7 separate regions of the Mus musculus genome follow, and regions 1, 2, 3, 4, 5 and 7 are each linked to region 6. The links are chromatin contacts, called in public HiCAR-type and promoter capture Hi-C maps. All regions are on one chromosome and are shown on one strand. The core of a region is the stretch at or near the end of the contact, and the rest is flanking DNA. Distances in the headings are between cores, read along the strand shown. Region 1 holds the start of Eps15l1 (epidermal growth factor receptor pathway substrate 15-like 1). Region 2 holds the start of Tmem184c (transmembrane protein 184C). Region 3 holds the start of Klf2 (Kruppel-like factor 2 (lung)). Region 4 holds the start of Ap1m1 (adaptor-related protein complex AP-1, mu subunit 1). Region 5 holds the start of Tpm4 (tropomyosin 4). Region 6 holds the start of Hmgxb4 (HMG box domain containing 4). Region 7 holds the start of Rab8a (RAB8A, member RAS oncogene family).

Region 1 (2,700 bases), core at 73-2,572, 2.6 Mb after region 6:
AGGGGCAGCAAGATAGCTCAGTGGGTAAAGATGCTTGCGGCCAAGGCTAACAACCTGAGTCCTATCTCTGTGACTCATGGTGGAAGGGGCCATCCAACACACAAATCTTTTAAGATGTAAGTTAAAATGTAACTTAAAAAAAAAAAAAAAGACAAAGAAATACCAGAGTAGGGGCTGGTGAGATGGCTCAGTGGGTAAGAGCACCCGACTGCTCTTCTGAAGGTTCGGAGTTCAAATCCCAGCAACCACATGGTGGCTCACAACCATCCTTAACAAGATCTGACTCCCTCTTCTGGATTGTCTGAAGATAGCTACAGTGTACTTACATATAATAAATAAATGAATCTTTAAAAAAAAAAAAAAAAAGAAATACCAGAGTAGCTGAAGATATAGTTAGTTGGTTAAGGGTGCTTGTTGCTTTTCCAGAGGACCCTAGTTCTGTTCCCACTCATATCGGGGGTTGGGGGCTCATAAGTGCTTTTAACTCCAGCTCAATGGCATCTAATAAACTCTTCTCTCTTGGGCAGGCATTGGCACGAGCACAGCAGGCATATACACATAAAAAAACAACAAAAAACACCAGATGTCAGGCTACACCCACATCTGCAAGCAATCAGAACCCAAATCTGTTTAACAAGCATACTGAGTGGTACTAACACTGCATATGGCCCAAGTTAGACTTGAGCACCATGGTACTTTGTTGTGTGCCACTGTCTCCATTTCCCCGGGAAAAGTTCAGCAAACCCTAGGCATTAGTAGAGGCTACTAGAGTGGAGAAGTTAAGACGGTGCCTGGGTTTAGCCAAGCTCCGATTCACAGACCCAGACTGGAAAGTGCAGGGAGCTGGAGTGCAGCGGTCTGGAAGGGAGCCCTACCTATCCCTTGGGTTCCCTGCCTCACAGGAGCCTCCAAAGCCAGGGGCTCGGTTTGCCCACTCCAATCAGGAGATGCACACGAGGCCCTCCCCACCCCCACAGACCGACTAGCCCGCCCACTCTCGGCCCACTAAACTTACGAGGCTCCGAACCTTCTAGTCACGCTGTGCTTTAGGCTAGGCTCTCTAAATCACCCGGTACGGCCAACTCTGGTAAGGCTATGCGACAGAGCCTTCCCCATAAAGGCTCCGCCTCCAGCCAGAACTGCCCCGCCCTCTCCACTGTGATCGAGGCTCCGCCCTCTTACTGCAAAACTTCTCACGGGAGGACTTGGATTCCCTTCTGCGCACGTGTACTCTGGTCCTGTGGCCTGTCCTTGCGCTGGCTGTGCTGCGCGCGCATCGCATCCCTCCTTCGTACTAGTGCGCAGGCACGGCCCCGCCCCCGTTCCTTCGGCGCTCCGGAGGCCGAGTCCGCACGAAGATGGCGGCGCCGCTTGTACCCCTCTCGCAGCAGGTATGGTGCTGGGGTGCGCCGTGGGGCGGTGCGGACGGTGGTTGCCGCGAGAAAGATAAGTCGTCGCGGAAGCGCGGCTCCAGGGGACCGCGGAGGCGCGCGCTGAAGGCTCAGAGGCTGAGTGGCGGGGGCCGGGCGGTTCTGAAGGTGACAGGCCGGAGCGGCCCGCATACTCTTGCGCCGGGCGACCCCCGAGCGGCTGCGAAGAGGTGATGGGGCGCGGCCGCTGCGTATGTCTGCTCCGTCTGGGGCCTGGCCAGGTTAAGGGACGGGGGGGGGTTTGGGGGGTGGGCGCTGTTGTTCGAGCCGCGTCGCGCTTCGTCCCCGCGGAGGCGAGCGAGAGCGGTGGGCCCGCCGCCAGTCTTTGTCTCCCGCGGGGTCGGGCGTCGGGGCGGGTGGTGTCCCATACTGGAGTCGCAAGGGGAACCGGGACACGCCCGCTTCGCCTCTGGCCGCCCAGCCCTCCTTCCCCCGAGATCCGCTTCCGCTGCTCTGTGCGGTGCGAAAAGCGCGGATCCTACGCCCCCAACGGTATGCACCAGTCTTCGTCCTCAGGGTCGCTGGATGGTTTTCTTGAACGTATCAAATGCTACAGGGACGTACAGAATAGCAGTGAGAAGGCCATTGTGCTTCTAGCGGAAAACATTCATTCATTCTTCAGCCACTTTCTAACGTGCTTGGGATCAGGTGCTTGGGAGCTCAGCAGTCTCTCACTGACAAAGTCTCTAGTTCCAGGTGACATCCATAAGAATTAGAAAGTATTCCTGTCCTGCTAATTTGCCAAATTACCCGTTTGTTCCACACAGCATATTATATGCACTTTGCTAGAATCGTCTTTCGCAGGGTCATGGTTACCAGGAGGAAGCATTTTATATTCAGATCTCGGCTCCAACTCTGGAAGAGTGTCCTTGAAGCAGGCTTCTTAACCTCAGCATATCAATTACCTCATTTGGAAAATAGAGATGTAAAATGCATTAGCAGAAAACTGTGGAAAGCACATTTTGCCTAACACATTGGAAGCTCTTTTGTTACCCGTCAATAAATTCGGGTGTTTGGGACTAAGACAAGAGCAAGTATGAATGCCAAAGCTGGTAAGAACTGCTTGGCAGGCTGATGCACCCAGGTCACCTGGTCTGAAGGAGAGGGCAATACAGGGTGGTTAAGTCCTGGAAGGACCAGCCACCAGCAGCCTTGACACTATATTAACATGTGGAGACCAGTAGATATTAATTAACATGCTCTTACAGCACCTGTGATTGTCTTCTGAAAATGGTTAAGGACTAGACAGATAGTAGGGAGTGTATTGAGG
Region 2 (2,700 bases), core at 30-2,529, 2.6 Mb before region 6:
CCTAATTTTCTGAACTTCAACAGTATACCAAGATTTCATTAATGGTTAGGAATTTCCTTAAAACCAACTATTTTAACTTATAGTGTAGACCAAACTAAAGTCCTACAGCCCCTTTAAGGAAATGTGCAAAATGGAGATCACAGGAGAAAGACTGCAGAAGTCAGACTCCAGGCTCTGGTAACTGAGGAATGTGATTTCATCTGTATACTTTGAGACTCTGGTCCATGACATTTTGTCCAGATGGCTAATAGGCAGAAGTCCCCTGGTTGCAGGTGATGGCAAATATTTAAACATCAAGCAGAGTCCAAAGTCAGAGAAAACAGCTCTATTACTTAATAGGTACTATTAATCACTTGACACTTTTCTCATCTGTGAAACAGAAAACTACCCATCGCTACTCGGTACTTTTATGCAGATCAACTCATACAAAATGGGTAGAGAAGTTAGTGTTTGATTTCAGAAAATGACAATATATGCAGTGTTCAGTGTCTAGTCGGGACTCAGATGTTTGCTTGTTCCCTTGATTTAGAAAGAATTTAAGATCCCATGTGTCATTGATCTGTAAAGCTATACAGCTAAAAGCTTTAGGTGTATAGAACAGATGTCAGAATACCAACCTTTTAAATCTTAAATAAGATTTTGTTTTTTTTTTAACTCAAGTTTGAAACGTGAACATTTCATATTGGCGGTTACTTTCAAAAAAGCTATTCTTAGAATGATTCTTCTGCCGGGTCTAGAAATTATGCAGACAAATTCCTCCTTAGGACCCTAAACTCTAGCAACTGACTGAAATCTAACCTATTCTGTCTTATTCCAGCGGGCTTCCCATTCCACCCCTAAAGACAACTGGGAAGCCTTCTGAGAAAAATAAAGCTATTTCAAGTTCCACTCCACAGTGACTGCCCCTCACTATGACTTTTCTTTAGATGGAGTAAAGTCTCAGGAATGTAGCGGGTGTTTCTGAAACGTCCCCAGTTCCTACAACTTTCGGAGCCCTTTTAGGGAACCACTTAGACTAGGTAAATTAGAGATGCCAGAAATCCGCCGCTACTCTCCTTCCTGCCCTTGCCACGCCCTCTCGGTAACCTAGGTTACAGCCACGCCCTCCTCCGTAACTGACCAATCACAATGCTTTGCGTTGCGGGACAAGGTTTAGCTCAGCTTGAAACTCAGAGCAAATCATTTGCTGCAAGCATCTGATCGGAAACGGAAGTGGAATAGTCGGCGGAAGATGAGTTCTGAAGATGAGTACTGTAGAGGTTCCAAAGCCGTGAGTGAGGAAGTTCTGGGCCGGGTCTTCCGGGGGCGGAGACTAGCCTGCCAGAGCTGGACTAGGGAGAGGGCTGGTAGGGTACCAGATGCAGGTCAGACCCCGAGTGCCTAGAATCCCTAGTTTACCCTGATAGTCCTCGGGGTCACGATGCAGCGGAGACTCTGGGTGACCTCCAGGTGAGGCGGAGGCGACGCCGCGGCGGCACTGAGTCCATGCGGGTTGGCCGGCGAGGATGCAGCCTGCACCTGCGAGCATCCCGAGCGGCCACCGCTGCAGCAGCCGCAAACACAGAGCGACCCGAGAACGCGGCGCCAGCGGCTAGTAAATCTTTTCCTATAGGGCGCCAGCGGAGAAGACAACCGAAAAAGCGAACTTGCCAAATTCTTGGTTTGGTTCGATTATTCAGCTACTCAAAGAGAATCTGTTACAGAACATGCCTTGCGCATGTAATCGGAGTAACTGGAGGAGATGGATCCGACCCCTGTTGGTACTTTTTTACGCAACAACCATCCTGGTCGCGGTTCCGATATGCATTTGGAAGTTTCAAAAAATGAAGGTAAGAGGGTCCTGCACCTCTACCCTTTCTTCCGCTGGTTGACAGAGTTCCTTTGTCTGCCTTCTAATGCTTGAGGTCTGAAAAACATTTCGTCTGTGGACATTAAACCAACCTGACTGGTTTTATTTAGCCGCTACAACTGGAGGTAGGTCCGGGTCGAGAAACAAATAGTTAAAGCACCTACTTACAATGGGCGCTTTCCCAATATTCATCAGTCCCAGAAAGAACTTTATTCTTGAAATCAGATCTGCTATGCAGGTACTAGGGCTTGACCAGACCAAATAAACCATCTTAAAAACTATGTTCTGGATTTTATAGGCTTTTAGCCGGTTTTCTGGAACCAAAGGATTCTTGTTAAATTGACTTTGCTAATTAACTTTACGTTTGAAGTTACAAGTTTTCTTTGTTTCTTTCCTTAAAATCTCCTGTAAACCAGGCTGTTCTGGATTTTGCTTTGTAGACTAGGATGATCCTCCTGCATCCAAACTTCCCAGTGCTTGGATTACCGGTGTATCCATCATTCTGTTTACTCAATGCAGGGATTGAACCCAGGGCTTTGTTTATTTGAGGCAAGCACTCTACCATCTGAGCTTCATCCCCAGACCTGAAGTTACTCCTTAACCAAAGCAAAAATTTTACAAACATCCCCTGTGTGTTCCTTTATATTTAAAAAAAAAAAAAGGTGTATTTGTTGGTGTGTTCGTGGGATGGTCCAGTTGTGGAGGTCTGAAGGTGGACAACTTGGAGCAGTTGGCTCTGCTCTCTCATCATAATGAGTGCTGAGGACTGAGCTGAATCTATCAGGGTTGGAGACAGGCACCTACCAGCTGAGACATCTCTCTGGCCCTCTTTGTTGATGTCATGTTGTGAC
Region 3 (2,700 bases), core at 146-2,645, 2.7 Mb after region 6:
CAGCTTCTTAATTATGTCCCGAATTCTTGAGACCTGAGTCCCTCGGAGCCAACCCATTAAACTGCCACACCCCCTTGGCAGTGTCATAGACTCTGGGGACAGTATCCATTTCCCTTCTGGAGGATGGACAGGGTCTTCCTCTGTAACCTAGCCTGTTCCTGAACTCGCGGCCATCCCCCTGCCGCAGATCCCGGGAATGAGGCCAGGCGCCCACCTGTGTGTGTACGCAGATGCGCCTTTAGGTGCGAGCTCTTGGTGTAGGTCTTGCCGCAGTTGGTGTAGCTGCAAGTATGTGTGGCGGCGCGCTTGCGGGGCCAGGAGCGGCGGCCGCGTTTGGGCTTGGCCTCCAGCAGCTCCAGCGGGGACGAGGGCGGCGTGAGGAGACCGCGCGTGGCAGGTGGAGCCAAGCCCAGCGCCGCCGCCGCTGCCGCCGCGTCCTCGAAAAGACCGAAGGCGCCAGGCGCGGGAGGCCCGTAGTGCAACGCGGGGCCGGGACCGCCGAAGCTGGGGCCGGGACCGAAGGGCGGCGGGAACGGGTTGCGGGGACCGGACGCCGGGATGCGCAGGGGGCCGTCGGGGCTGAGCGGCGGCGTGTCCGGGGGCGGCGGGGGGCGGCCGGCGGGACCCCGCATGCATGCACCTGTCGCTCCTGGGGCGCCCTCGAGCTTCAGCCCGCGCGGTCCGTGGGCCAGGCCCGGAGCGCAGCCGTAGCCGCCGCCGTCCACCTCGGGGGGCTCGGCCTTCACTAGCCGCCCGGGAGGCGCGAGGAGGAAGCGGCCGTGCAGAGCCGGCCCCTGAGGCGGGTCCAGGTCGGGGCGCAGCAGCTCTGTTCCCAGGCTGGCCGCGGGGATGCTGTAGGGCGGCGGAGCACCCGGCTCCGGGTAGTAGAAGGCAGGCGGCGGGGGCTGCGGCGGGGGCTCGGGAGGATTTTCGGCGCCCAGACCGTCCAATCCCATGGAGAGGATGAAGTCCAACACGTTGTTTAGGTCCTCATCCGTGCCGCCCGCCTCGGGTTCATTTCGCGGCCAGCGCTGCAGGAGACAGGGCGCGGGACGTGAGTGGGGGTGCCTCCTGCTACCCTGCACCCCAAAGTCTAACAACTAGGCCCTCAAGATCTGCACCCGGTGCACGGCATCCCTTCAGCGCGCGTGTCCTCAGTCCCTGCACCCACCTCCTGTCCCACAGCCTGAAGTCTAACTCCCTGAGGCGGTCAGCACCCTGGACCTTGTCATCTCCAGTACTGGCTCCTGCACCCTGTAGCCTGGTACCTTGCTACCCCGCCGCCCGCGGACCCTCGCTGCCCTCACCTCCTGGAGGCCGCGCTCGCACGGGCTGGCGAAAGTGGCAAAGGACGGCAAGATAGGCTCGCTGAGCGCCATGGCAGGGACTGTGTGTGCTGTGGCCCGGCCCACCCAGGCCTTATAGGCGCGGCAGGCACAGAGGGCCGGGCTAGGAGGCGTCGACGGAAACGCGTCCCGGATGGGGACGAGCTCCGGGCTCAGCCTAAATTTAGCCGCGGTATATAAGCCTGGCGGTGGTGGCTGTGGCGGCTACTGCGGGAGCCCGGACTGCGCTCCTCAAGCCCCGCCCCCGCGGCCGGGCCCCGCCCCCGACCGTCCCTATGGCGACGGCGTCAACAAACCAGGCACAACAGCATAGTTAGCGCGCGCGGGGGGCGGGGGAGGGGGTGGCACCTGGGACTCCGCGGGGAACACGGGTGACGAGGCTTTCCCGGTATCTCCCCAGCCTCAAGCCCCTGGAAACCTGGACCGATGCATGGGGAGTCTGGGGTCACAGTGCTCACCCAGGGAACGCTCTGTGAAATCTTTGTTTAAGCTACCTTGGAAGCTAAGACAAGAAGGATGAAGTTTGGGGCCTGCCTAGAAGGGAGTTGAGGCCAGCCTGGAGCATCGTAGCCCCCTTAATACACACACACACACACACACACACACACACACACACAGAGGGAGAGAGATAGACACAGAGAGAGAAAGAGAGAGAGAGGGAGAGAGAGAGAGAGAGAGAGAGAGAGAGAGATGGGAGGGAGGGAGGGAGGGAGGGAGGGAGGGAGGGAGGGAGGGAGGGAGGGAGGGAGGGAGGGAGGGAGGGAGGGAGGGAAGGAGACACACACACACACACAGAGGCAGACACCATGGCATGGTGGTATATGCTTGTCTTCAGAACATTTAGGAGGTTGAAAGCATTAGGTTCAAGGCCCCTTTGGCTACAAGAGACCGTGTCTTAAAAAAGAAGCAAACACTAGAGGCAGGCATGATGGCTTAGTGTCTGCTTACAAGCCTCATCCAAGGAGCTCAGTTCCCAAAAGGGGGAGAGAATCCGTTCCCATAAGTTGTCCTTAGACCTCACAGTGCACTGGCGCACGTGCAAATACACAATAGCATGTAATAATTACAATTTACACTAGATACATAAATACAGTACTGAGTCTCTGGGACCTTTCACCTCCCACAAACATACACCTCACATAAATCCTTCTAGTGCAGGGAAGAGCTGTTGTCTGACTGTCAAGACTTGCAAGGGATACTCAGTGGGGGATGGGCACATCAAATAAATATGCATAATACCCAAGGGGCCTAAACAGAAAAAAAAAAGGAACAGTGGAAGAGGAGGAAGTATGTGGTGAGCCTGGGGAAGGACATTGGTGCAATTTTGACCTTAACCCCGGAGGCAAACATTGAG
Region 4 (2,700 bases), core at 101-2,600, 2.8 Mb after region 6:
TCTCATAAAACCAAGAGAGGGAAAAAGTCAGATTCTGCTGGGAAGTACAGACAGGCAGATCCATGCGTTTTAACGGTTCAGGCAGCCTAGCTCAATCAGTCTAGTGACCCGAGTTCGATAACAAGAGCCCATGTAAGAGTAGCAGGGGTCTCCTTCCTCCACACACCCGCAGAAACACACAAATGAAGATTTCTTTCTCAGATAACGCTGGGCAAGATGCCAGGGTCCTGTTTCTGTGCAGGGCCTTCATGTCTCAGCAGTCTTTGTTATTCCCAGTCAGGATAGCTCTCCCTGATTCTTCAGTTGCAGCTGCTAGTCCATTATGAAGACATGGCCCCAATAGGTATTCATCTATTTCTGTTTTTTCCAAGTGACTAAGTTGAGCTATGACAGATTAGGCTAACCCACGGTGGCCCTGGGCTTAGCACCTGCCTGGCGAGGATGCTTCCAGGCCGCTACTTCCCAGTAATCAGTGTGACTCTAGGCACTGTTTCCCCCTCTAAAACCACACTTTTGTTTGTTTTTGTTTTTCGAGGCAGGGTTTCTCTGTATAGCCCTGTCTGTCCTGGAACTCACTTTGTAGACCAGGCTGGCCTCGAACTCAGAAATCCGCCTGACTGCCTCCCGAGTGCTGGGATTAAAGGCGTGCGCCACCACGCCCTTCTTAAAACCACACTTTTATCATCCGCTTCTCTTAATGTCATAGGAAGCTCAGTGGCTCTAGGGAACGCTGAAGCCTGTGGAGCGAGGGACCGACCTAAGGCCATAGTTCCCGCCACGCCTCTGGCCAAGGGTCGCACGGTCCCCGGGGCGCAGGGTCCTGCTACAGGAGTTCGCAGGAGAAGCTAGAGTCCGGTACCCAGGCGAACAAAAAGGGAAAGGGGCAAAGCGGACAGTTACCTAGCAACCGCAGCCCACCAAGTTGGCTAGCAATGGGGCGGGACTCGCGGAAAGACCACCGCCCATTTCCTAGTAACTTGGTAGGGCTGGCAAGTGAGGCTGCCCCGCCTGCCTGACGCCCTAGCTGGGCTGGTCGGCCAGTTGCCTAGCAACAGGGTGGGTCCTGACAGGGCGAGGGCCCGTTGGTTGCCTGGCAACGCGGAGGGTGGCGAACCCTTCAGTACCTTGCCCTTCAGATCCAGTACGTAGACGGCGCTGGCGGACATGGCGGCTTTGGAAGGTCTCGGCAGTAGCCGAGGGCGGCGGCAACGGCAGGAACTGCGGGCGTTCAGCAAGGCCCGGCGCGCCCCGAGACACTTCCCCTCCACTTCCGGTCCATGAAGCAGCGCGTGGACCGTTATGTCCGGTCTGAAGGGAGCCGCAAGTGCGCAGGCGCGTAACTGAGTGCAAGCGCAGTAGGAACTTTTTGGCAGTATTTTTCACCCATAGCTCAAACGGGCCGGAAGTCAGGGGGCGTGGCCTTCCTGAAGAGCGGGGCCTGGAGGACCAGGGCGGGGCAGCTTTGTCATTACTCCTTGTACCTGAAGGACTAGCTGTGGAATGAAGGTGGACGCTTCCAAGCCTGTTGCTGTGAGAAGACGCTGAAAGCGGAACCGATTTGGAGTTGAGCCTTTTTTTTTCTTTTTCTTTTTTTGTTTTTTCGAGACAGCCTTGCTTTCTGCAGAAGTCAAGTAAACTAATATCCCGTCACTGACTGTGACTCGCCGTTAGGTGGCGCTTAAAGGAAGTCAGTCTCCCAATGGCAATCCAGCCTTATCAGCAATCACTTGTCACTGTCAACCTCTCAACTGACTGGGCTTCACCCGTCTTGCCCCAGTGAACCCAGGGTAGCACGTGTGTAACTTAGCCTGTGCCTAATTCACAGTAAGGCTGAGCCGGGCGTGGTAGCTAGCGCACGCCTTTAATCCCAGCACTCTGGAAGCAGAGACAGGCGGATTTCTGAGTTCGAGGCCAGCTTGGTCTACAAAGTGAATTCCAGGACAGCCAGGACTATACAGAGAAACCCTGTCTCAAAAAAACAAAACCAAAGTAAGGCTGATTAAATTTTAATTCTGCCATTCTTCTTTTTTCGAGACAGGGTTTCTCTGTATAGTCCTGGCTGTCCTGGAACTCACTTTGTAGACCAGGCTGGCCTTGAACTCAGAAATAAACCTGCCTCTGCTTCCCAAGTGCTGGGATTAAAGGCGTGCGCCACCACCGCCCGGCAAATTCTGCCATTCTTAACCACCTTTCTGCCACCGAGAGATCAAAGGAGCCCATCAACACTCCTCCCCGCCCCAAGGGCTTTTTTTTGTTTTTTACTTTGTGTGGTTTTTTACTTGTGTGACACATAGTGAAAGATTCCCGAAGGGAGACCCTTACTCAGACACTTAAGTCCCGGGACAGCCGCGTACCCAAGAAGACACTGAGACCATACATAAAATGTAGAAGGTAAGATTTAATAAAGCAGCGACATGAAAGCACACAGACCAGAGCTCTGGGGTCGAAATAAAGCAGCAACATGAAAGCACACAGAGCTCTGGGGTCGAAACTCATACACCTTAGCACAGGGTAGAGGAGTCTCGACAGTCAGCCAAAATTTTTCACAGGCTTATATAGTAAAACTCAAAGGGGGAGAACTGGGCAGGAAAAGTACAAGTTTACATCACTAGGGAGTTCTGCCAAAGGAATCTAGGTAACTAAGGAGTCATGTCCTATCAAGGAATCTACGTCAGGAGGCCTTTATCTCAAAAATGTTCT
Region 5 (2,700 bases), core at 53-2,552, 2.9 Mb after region 6:
CCCCGCACTCCACCCTTGGGCCGCCAAATTCCTGGCTTGGCTGGAGTCTCGAGGCCATTTTGGAGATGTCTAGGGTGGGACGGGCGTATGAGAAGCCGTAACAGCTACTGTGCAGAGCTTCCGCCCGGTTCTGAGGCTTTCTCCAGCCCGAGCGGTCCTTGAGGGATTCAAGGCTTCTACCCAGGCCAGGCTGTCGCCCAGGCAGTCTTGGGAGGAGTCCAGGCGGTACCTGCACTGCCAACTCCACCTAGCCTTTCAGTTTCTAGGGTCCCCGCCCTGAGTTCCCACACTACGGCTTCAGGAGACCTGGGCAATCACACAACACTTCTTCCCTTGTCTGTGAGTCTCCTTCGCTAGCAAACACCGCCCTACTACTCAGGCAAGGGGCTCTCCTTGCCCCGGAAACGTCTGGAATGCCTCTCCCTAGTCTTTTCTTTCTACCCACCTGTAGCAGACTTTTGGGAGACACGAATCGAACGCTTTGTGGGTGCCAGAGCTGGGCTTAGAACCCAGACCCATCTCTGGCCCCGGGCTTGACCCAGGGATGAAGAGGAGGCGCGGAGGCCTTTCCTCTTTCCGAACTATTCATGCACCCCGGTCCCTGAACTCTCAGGGAAGGCGCATACAGTGGGCGCTCCGGCGTCGGGCAGGCCCCCTAGTGGATATTACCTGGGGCTAGGGGGACACAGGGTGATGGTGGTGGTGGTGGGTGTCCTGCAGGCCAGCGTCCAAATTCTCCTGTCCCCACCCCGCCCTCAGCGGACGTGTCGCGGCCGCACCCTAAGGACGTGCCGGGAAAGTTCGGGCGCGAAGAAGCAAAAGCGCGCACCGCCCCCGCCCCCACCTTGGTCAGCCGCAGACAATGGGAGCGCGGTATTTGCCCCACTACTCCGGAGTGCCCCGCGCAGGACTGTCCCCCCCGCAACCTCCCAGTTCCTGCCCCGCCAGCGTACGGGGCTCCAGGATCCAAGGGTATGGATGATCAAGGCGGAGGGGAGACGGAGGAAGGGGGAGCTAGAAGCATGCGGAGCTGGGAAGAAAAGAGGGCGCCAGGGAGCACTGCGGGCCCGGAAGCGCGCGGGACGAAAAGTGGGATCGGGCGGGGGTCGCGGACGGCGCGGGTCCTGGTCTCTCACTTTCTCGCGCCGCTCGCGCTCGCCATCCAGTTCGCGCTGCAGGCCTTGCGCGCGATCCTCTGCGTCGTCTGCCTGCTGCTGCAGGGCCTGGATCTTGCGCTTCACTGCCTCCAGTGAGTTGAGGCCGGCCATAGCTCAATCGTTCTGCTGGGCTCCGGCGACAGCTGGGCGGCCGCGCCCGGGCCCGCCAGCCTTGGCCACGCCGGGGCCGCCCCCGCCTCTCCCCGCCCCCCGGCCCTGCTGTCAGGCCCATGAGGTCACCCGGGCCGGCCGCGACGTCAGCACCGGGCGGGGGGTGGGTGGGAGGGGGTGGCTGACGTCGGTGCAGCTAGCCGCCTTTGCCCTGTGGGCTCCTCGTCCTCCCTCACTGCCCGCCCCGCCTGGCCCAGCGGCCGCGCACTTACCTGGGAGCCTTTATTCTCCGTCTGCTTTAGAGTCTTCTTTAAGTCTGTCAGGTCCTCGGAGTGCCTGTCCAGTTCGTCCTCCACGCATTTCAGTTTCTTCTGGAACTACGTCAGCTGCTCTTTCACCTGGGGACACAGAAGATAATGAGTCAGCCTAATGGTCCATTGCCCGGAGTTTGGGAGGCTGAGGCAGAAGGACTGGGAGTTTAAGGCCCTGCAAATGAACAAAGTCTTTATGAGCTGATGAGATGGCTCCATGGGTAGAGGTGCTTGCCACCAAGCCTAATGCCCAGAGTCCATTAATCTCACACATGCGCCCACATTAATGTAGAAAGTAAAAGGTTTATATAAAGAAGGTCTCATTCAGAGGACACAAGTTTGTGAAAGTAAAAAGTGTATATAGACAAGGTCTTGTACAGAGGACTCAGGTTGATTCCCAGCTCCTGTTCCAGGGGAGCCAACATTCTCTGCTTCCATGACCCCTTAGCATAGGCATGCATGCATGCAAAACACCCTCACATAAAATATAAAATACTCCCTCCACATACACAGAGCGGTAAGTGTGCATTACTGAATACAGAGGGATTTTACTCTTGACCTAAGGACTGGCCATTCTTGGACTCATAAGAGTCCCCACTCTCTTGAGGAAGTCATAGCTTTAGTTTGAAACACTACAAATTGGATTTTGCATTCTCACTTTCTGAATGCAGCTCTCAGGTGATCTCTGTTTAAGCAAAGTGGAGCCTATAGAAACTCCCAGTTTTGTAGGCAGAAACTTTCTGACCAGTGTGCAAGCCCTTTCCCCTGCTGAGAAACTTACCCTCAAGAGCCCCACATCCTGCTCCCACTCCAATCTGGCTCCCACACCTGGCTTTCAGGTCTGTCCTGGAAGAGACCCACTCTCAGGGACCAATTCCCCTCTAAGATCAAATTTTCACTCCTCTAACTTTTGCACATTTGTTAGGCATCTGTTTTTTTGTTTGTTTGTTTTTGTTTTTGTTTTTGAGACAGGGTTTCTCTGTGTAGCCCTGGCTGTCCTGGAACTCTGTAGACCAGGCTGGCCTCGAACTCGGAAATCCGCCTGCCTCTGCCTCCCAAGTGCTGGGATTAAAGGCGTGTGCCACCACCGCCTGGCATGCATCTGTTTTAATTAATGTGTC
Region 6 (2,700 bases), core at 173-2,672:
ATCGTTATCATCATCCCAGAACAGATCGGAGAATTGAAAAAGAAAGAAAATCCACCCAGTAAACTGGGCAAGGAAGGTCTGTCTCCTCCAGACGGGAGTTTCCTCCAAGGCTGTTTTTAGGAACTTAGATTGCCAGTCCATGCAGTCAAAGGAAGAAACACATCCAGCTGTTGGCAGATTCTGATATTTTGTTGCTACTTCTAGGATAGCACAGGTGAATTCTTACTTCAGTGGGTTTCCTTCCTTCTTGGATCTGTTGGAGTTCTTGCCACACCCTTTTCCAAGGACCCACCTATGCAGCACTCCAGCCCCTGCCAGCTTCGCAACTTGCAGAGATCTCCATAGCCAGAAAGGCGCACTGAATCTTCTCACTGCAATGCTAACTGGAACCACGACCACTGCACAGATTGGCTGATAACATACTCGGTTCCACGAGTTCAGCGATCCAAATTTTGACAAGCCATAATCAACAGGCTTTACTTTGGATGCAGTTTTTAAAAATGTATTTTGCTACGAGGGTATAGAATCAGCCAGTACTGGAAACAAGGGTGGGGTGGGTGGGTGGTAGACATATCTTGTCTGCTATATGATATAAACTAAAGTGAACCTACAAGTAGTGGTTGTGGAGGGGGAAATGGGCCTGTATGGAGATGACTCCAATTAAGAAGGCATGTTCAAACTGAGTCGCACGCAAAGAACACACACAATACGAGATCGTTTATCCATACAGTCCCCAAGACCACCGTTCCCGGGGTCCCCGCTGTGATAACCTCGGCAGGTCTGCTGCAACCGCTAGTTCAACAAAGCTCTGCGCAGCGCAGGAAGCTCCGGGCATCCTCTCCCGCTCGCCGCTCACCGCGCGCCCAGCCCTCCCGCCCGCCGGCCCGGGACCTCTCTTCCTGACAGCCCCAGGTAGCCCGCGCCCCGGCTCCCATGCCGCGCTCCGCCCGACCCGTGTTCCCACGTCCCGTCGGCCTCCGGCGCCCCGGAGCGCCCAGACAGCGGCGCAGGGGGAGGGGCGGCGCGGGCCGCGGGTCCCTGGGGCGGCCGCACGCCCCCTCCCGGCCCCGCAGCTTTCCCGCCTTCCCCGTTTGAACAGCTCCCGCCGCCTTCCTCCTGCGGCCCGCTCGAGCCCCTTCCCCGGGGCGGCTGCAGCCGCTACTCCAGTTCCCGGCTTGGCCCCCGAGCTAGGCCGCGGCGGGCCTGAAGCGCCTCCCGGACGGTGTCGGGGGGCCGGAGCGGTGGGCGGAGGCCGGGCGGGGCCGTTGCCGCCCCGGGGTGGGGGTCCGGACGGGTCTGGTGGGGGCTCCGCTCGCCGCTACCTTCACTCGGCTCGCTCGGATCCCGCCTCAGCGCCGCCGACGGCCGCCATCTTGGAGAAGGAGAGAAAAGCGCGAGCAACAAGGGCGCCTCAGTCGAGCCCAGAGCGCAGACTCCTACTGCAGCGGGGCTACCGCGCCGGCGAAAGAGCGTCGAGCGCATCGAATAAACCTGCTTGTTGAGCGCGGTCGCGGTACCGTTTGAGAATACACTCCTCCGTTGCAGGTTTAGTCTAGAAATCTCTTCTCGGTCTAAACAAATAATTTCAAAAGTCTCCTGTTTATTCTTCAATAAAAATATCTTTCTGTAAAGAAATTGCGAATAAAAAATATCAGGCAATTAGATTAATGTAGCCAAACACCTGCCCCAACCCAAAGTCTTTACAGCTCCGTAAACTTCTATGCAATTAGAACAGTCGTTCTGAAGCAATGGAGCTTGGCTTTGGATTTTATACGTTCACTGTCAGTTACAATTTTATGTACTTATCTACCACGTGCTTATACAAACCTCGAAAATTTCATGACAGACTTAAAATTAGACAATTAGCTTTGTATTCTCTTTTAGGAACTCATGGGTCCTTCTCCGCAATCTCGGTCCTTTCTGGTCACCTAATAGTAGCCCTTCTTGTTCTCCTTTTACCCCTAAATCTTTTGTATTTAAGACAGAATGTTATGCTGTTTATTTCAAGACAATCTGTTCTTTGCCGGACTCAGAGCGATAAGGGTTAATAGCCGTATTTATTTGTAATTTAGCATTTACATCTGGAGAGTAGCCCAGGTGAAGTGGAAGACCATACACTTGTAAGACAAGCTGTTTTCTCACCAAATTATTACACCGCTCACACCAATTTTTGTTTAAGTGTTAAGAGGACTGGTGAATTGGTTCAGTGGGTTAAAATATTTTACACCAAATCTCTGGGTATGTGTTTGACACCGGAAATTTACATGGTGGAAAGAGAGAACTGATTCATGCAAGTTTGACTGCCACAGGAATGTCCCCTAAAAACACACAAAATGGAAATAAATAAGTTACTCTTTCTCTAAGAAACAGGAGAAAACAGTTTCTTCTGATTTATTGAGGAGAACTCAATAAATCAATAGCATTTACAATTTCCAGAGCCTGGTTTAATATAAAGACTCTGTTTTTGTAGCATAGTGTAAGTATATAATAGCCTTCTGTGTGAACAGTGCTCACTCCATCAGGGCAACCAGAAGCTGGTGCCCTCCTCACTGAAAAGACCCAGCCTTCATCTGCTCTAGGGAGGAATTTCTCTTCTGTTTTGCTTTGTCAAAGTCACAGGAGGTAGGCAGTTTTGGCGGGAGGGATGGGTGGAGGAAGCAGCCCTGGCTGTCCTGGAACTCATTATGTAGACAAGGCTTG
Region 7 (2,700 bases), core at 118-2,617, 2.8 Mb after region 6:
CTGCCTCCCTGTCCTTAGTGCTGTCATTACAGGTGTTCACTACCACATCTGGTTTCAGGGTGCTGGAGATGGCACCCAGGGTTCCAACAATGGAACCACATCCTGACTAGGGATAAACCAAGCCTAGTGACTATTCTCTTGTTTCAGGACCATACACCATCCAGGTCACTCTGTTTGGCAGGATTTACTTCCAGGTAACACTCAATGTGAGCCATGACTATTCATGGTAAGGAGCATGGTCAGCACCATTTTTGACGTCAGAACTGGGGCCATCACAAGCCAATTCTGTTCAACTGTGCCGTGAGGCAGCCCTGGGGAAAAGCTGTTCAGGTGGTGTTCTTGGCCCAGTGAAAGGAAGTCAGTCAAGGCTGCACGTAGCCATGGCTGGACTTAGTTTCTTACTGGAACTTTTTCTCTTGTATTCCCACCAGGATGACAGATACTGTCACCATTCCTCAGAGAGAAGGCAGGAGGACTTTGGGTTGGAGTCCTGACTTAGATGTGGATCAGTGGTGCTGGTCCTTTGAAGCTCTGGAACAGCTGAACCTTGAATTTTGGAGTCAGACACACCTGGGTTCAAATCTCATCCCTAATACCTGTAGACTGTGACCTTCAGTGCGTGCCGCACCCTCCCTCAGTTTCAAATTCCTCCTCCAGGGACAAAGCACCCATCACGAGTACACTACAGATTTGATACTGCACATGCCAAGCTTGCCACATAGGAAACTACGAGGTCAGGTGTCACCTCCATGCCTCAGTTTCCACTTTTGGAAGACGGGGGTCTCCCCGGAAGAACAGTGTAGAGGTCTGATGTAAAGACACAGAGAGTTGACAGGCGCCAGGACCCCAGGGCAGGCTCTTCCTCAGACTGCAGCCTGCATGTCCCTGTCTGCACCTTGGTCTCCGGCGCCCGCCAGGGTCCCGGCCTGGACTCCCTGGCGGGAGGTGGAGGCCGCTGCGGTTCTCTGTCCAGCCCCGTGACCCTCCCGGATCCTCGGCCCGAGTGGATCCTGAGTCGATCCCTCAGCCCAGCCCCATAGGGGCGCGTCCAGCCCTGGTCACCGGCCGCCCAAGGCCCCGCTACCTATGGTAGAGATGAATGTGGAGTTGAAGGCGTCCTCGGAGAAGCGGAACAGGACACAGGTCTTCCCTACCCCCGAGTCCCCGATCAGCAGCAGCTTGAACAGGTAATCGTAGGTCTTCGCCATATTACACTCTCTCCCCGACGGGAAGTACGGCCGGCGCCTCGCCACTGGTCGCTGGACCCGTCTATCATCTCAGATCCCGCCCCCTATTGGCCCCCTGCCCGCCGCGCATCATCCAGGCCTACGCCCGCCACCCGGAGCCCCGCCTGTCGCAGAGAGCCCAGGGGAAAAAGGCGAAAGCGGCGCAGAGCCGGAAGCAGCCGACTGCACAGCCCATTGGTTGACGCTTGGTATAGGGAGGTTTGTTATTGGCTAGTGCTGGAGAGTCGAGGGTGAGGGCGTCAAATGACCAGCGATGGGTGTGGTCACATCTTGACCCCGCCTTCCCGTGCGCGCCTTCTCCTCAGCCCTTCAGCGTCCAGGCCCTGCCCCCGACAGGAGGGACCCCAACAATTCCGCGCGCTGGTTGATGAGAGAGTGGGAGGGACGGGCTTGGTGAACAGGCGCAAGCGTACTGGGAAGACGGTTGGCTCTGGCAGAGAGCGCACGCGCGCAGAGAACGCCTCGTGTTTCCCGCCTTCTCTGCCTGCGCAGCAGCAGCCGTAGCCGCAGCCGGCGCTGAGGCGAAGCGCAGGAAGTACCTGTGGTAATGCTTCTGAGGAGGATTTTCGGCGGTGCAAAAGTGGCGCGGGTTAAGATGTGCTGCAGACTCGCTCCTCGGCCTTGGCGCCCACCATTGGACTTACTTAGGTGCTGTACAGGCAAGCCGGCCATTGCCGTGAGCGATCCCAGGGCTTCAGCGCCGGTAGGGCTATGTTATCATTTCCAAGTAATGGCAGCGTTTTTTGTTTTGTTTTGTTTTGTTTTCTTTTCTGTGCTTGCGGGTGCTATCTATACTTAAAAATAAGTCAAGGTCCTTCACCCCACACCAGCCCGGCTTGGTAGGTAATCTTTTCCTCGTTTTATGGTAAGTATACTGAAGACAGGTGAAGTGACTTTCCTAGGTTTCAGAGTAGCATTTTTTTTTCCCTTCTGTTTTTTAATATGTTGAGGTGTAGTCCCGGAGTAACGGGAGAACAGTGACAAAATAAAATAAAGCCACATTAAGATAAACATCTGAGGGCTGGAGAGATGGCTCAGCGGTTAAGACTACTCTTCCAGAGGCCTTGAGTTCAATACCCAGCAACCACATGGTGCCTCATAACCATCTGTAATGGAATCCAGTGCCCCCTTTTGGTGTGTCTGAAGACAACTACAGTGTACTCAAATCTTAAAAAGAAAAAAGGAGTGGGGGGGGGTGGATAGATGGCTCAGTGTTTAAGAGCACTTACTGATCTTCCAGAGGTCCTGAATTACATGGTGGCTCACAATCATCAGTAATGAGATCTGATGCCCTCTTCTGGGGTGTCTAAAGACAGCTACAGTGTACTTACATATAATAAATAAATTAAAAAAAAAAAGATCTGAGTTGCTGACTACATGGCTCAGCCAGTAAAGTAAGTCATTTGTTGCTAAATCTGAGGATTGTATTCAATTCCTGGGCATACTTACTGGA

Evidence for each region. Promoter capture Hi-C pulls out the DNA fragments that hold promoters and counts their contacts. HiCAR-type assays count read pairs that join an accessible place to other places. Capture Hi-C pulls out chosen DNA fragments and counts their contacts.
Region 1: a contact with region 6 is called in a promoter capture Hi-C map of pancreatic islet, with 52 times the contacts expected there. The contact joins the promoter of Eps15l1 here to the promoter of Hmgxb4 in region 6. A contact is called at or near these places in 1 of 39 promoter capture datasets (stem cell-derived epiblast-like cells), 6 of 115 datasets of contacts at active chromatin or transcription factors (astrocytes, embryonic forebrain, embryonic limb bud and 3 more) and 1 of 9 other capture datasets (pancreatic islet).
Region 2: a contact with region 6 is called in a promoter capture Hi-C map of pre-B cells. The contact joins the promoter of Tmem184c here to the promoter of Hmgxb4 in region 6. A contact is called at or near these places in 3 of 39 promoter capture datasets (liver and pre-B cells), 1 of 484 Hi-C or Micro-C datasets (B cells), 1 of 115 datasets of contacts at active chromatin or transcription factors (astrocytes) and 1 of 9 other capture datasets (adipose tissue).
Region 3: a promoter capture Hi-C map of liver shows a contact between it and region 6, with 3 times the contacts expected there. The contact joins the promoter of Klf2 here to the promoter of Hmgxb4 in region 6. A contact is called at or near these places in 7 of 39 promoter capture datasets (cranial neural crest, embryonic stem cells, frontonasal cranial neural crest and 4 more), 3 of 115 datasets of contacts at active chromatin or transcription factors (all in embryonic stem cells) and 1 of 9 other capture datasets (embryonic stem cells).
Region 4: a HiCAR-type map of astrocytes shows a contact between it and region 6, with 5 times the contacts expected there. The contact joins the promoter of Ap1m1 here to the promoter of Hmgxb4 in region 6. A contact is called at or near these places in 2 of 39 promoter capture datasets (cranial neural crest and hippocampal neurons) and 2 of 115 datasets of contacts at active chromatin or transcription factors (astrocytes and embryonic forebrain).
Region 5: a promoter capture Hi-C map of liver shows a contact between it and region 6, with 2.6 times the contacts expected there. The contact joins the promoter of Tpm4 here to the promoter of Hmgxb4 in region 6. A contact is called at or near these places in 2 of 39 promoter capture datasets (cranial neural crest and liver) and 2 of 115 datasets of contacts at active chromatin or transcription factors (embryonic forebrain and stem cell-derived neural progenitor cells).
Region 7: a contact with region 6 is called in a promoter capture Hi-C map of hippocampal neurons, with 2.8 times the contacts expected there. The contact joins the promoter of Rab8a here to the promoter of Hmgxb4 in region 6. A contact is called at or near these places in 5 of 39 promoter capture datasets (the 3T3-L1 cell line, cranial neural crest, hippocampal neurons and 2 more).

The regions. Positions count from the first base shown.
Region 1 is chr8:72,420,096-72,422,795 of GRCm38.p6, reverse strand. It overlaps Eps15l1 (epidermal growth factor receptor pathway substrate 15-like 1), which reads left to right and starts at 1,322. Exons shown (of 24, transcript NM_007944.3): 1 at 1,322-1,391. The coding sequence starts at 1,359. Gm46043 (a long non-coding RNA gene) reads right to left here. Exons shown (of 3, transcript XR_001778581.2): 1 at 1,016-2,700.
Region 2 is chr8:77,609,232-77,611,931 of GRCm38.p6, reverse strand. Tmem184c (transmembrane protein 184C) reads left to right here and starts at 1,279. Exons shown (of 10, transcript NM_145599.4): 1 at 1,279-1,829. The coding sequence starts at 1,707.
Region 3 is chr8:72,317,757-72,320,456 of GRCm38.p6, reverse strand. It overlaps Klf2 (Kruppel-like factor 2 (lung)), which reads right to left and starts at 1,395. Exons shown (of 3, transcript NM_008452.2): 1 at 1,308-1,395; 2 at 215-1,031. The coding sequence starts at 1,379.
Region 4 is chr8:72,238,668-72,241,367 of GRCm38.p6, reverse strand. Ap1m1 (adaptor-related protein complex AP-1, mu subunit 1) reads right to left here and starts at 1,350. Exons shown (of 12, transcript NM_007456.5): 1 at 1,125-1,350. The coding sequence starts at 1,166.
Region 5 is chr8:72,133,890-72,136,589 of GRCm38.p6, reverse strand. It overlaps Tpm4 (tropomyosin 4), which reads right to left and starts at 1,302. Exons shown (of 8, transcript NM_001001491.2): 1 at 1,137-1,302. The coding sequence starts at 1,268.
Region 6 is chr8:74,992,372-74,995,071 of GRCm38.p6, reverse strand. It overlaps Hmgxb4 (HMG box domain containing 4), which reads right to left and starts at 1,422. Exons shown (of 11, transcript NM_178017.2): 1 at 1,323-1,422.
Region 7 is chr8:72,159,867-72,162,566 of GRCm38.p6, reverse strand. Rab8a (RAB8A, member RAS oncogene family) reads right to left here and starts at 1,367. Exons shown (of 8, transcript NM_023126.2): 1 at 1,085-1,367. The coding sequence starts at 1,208.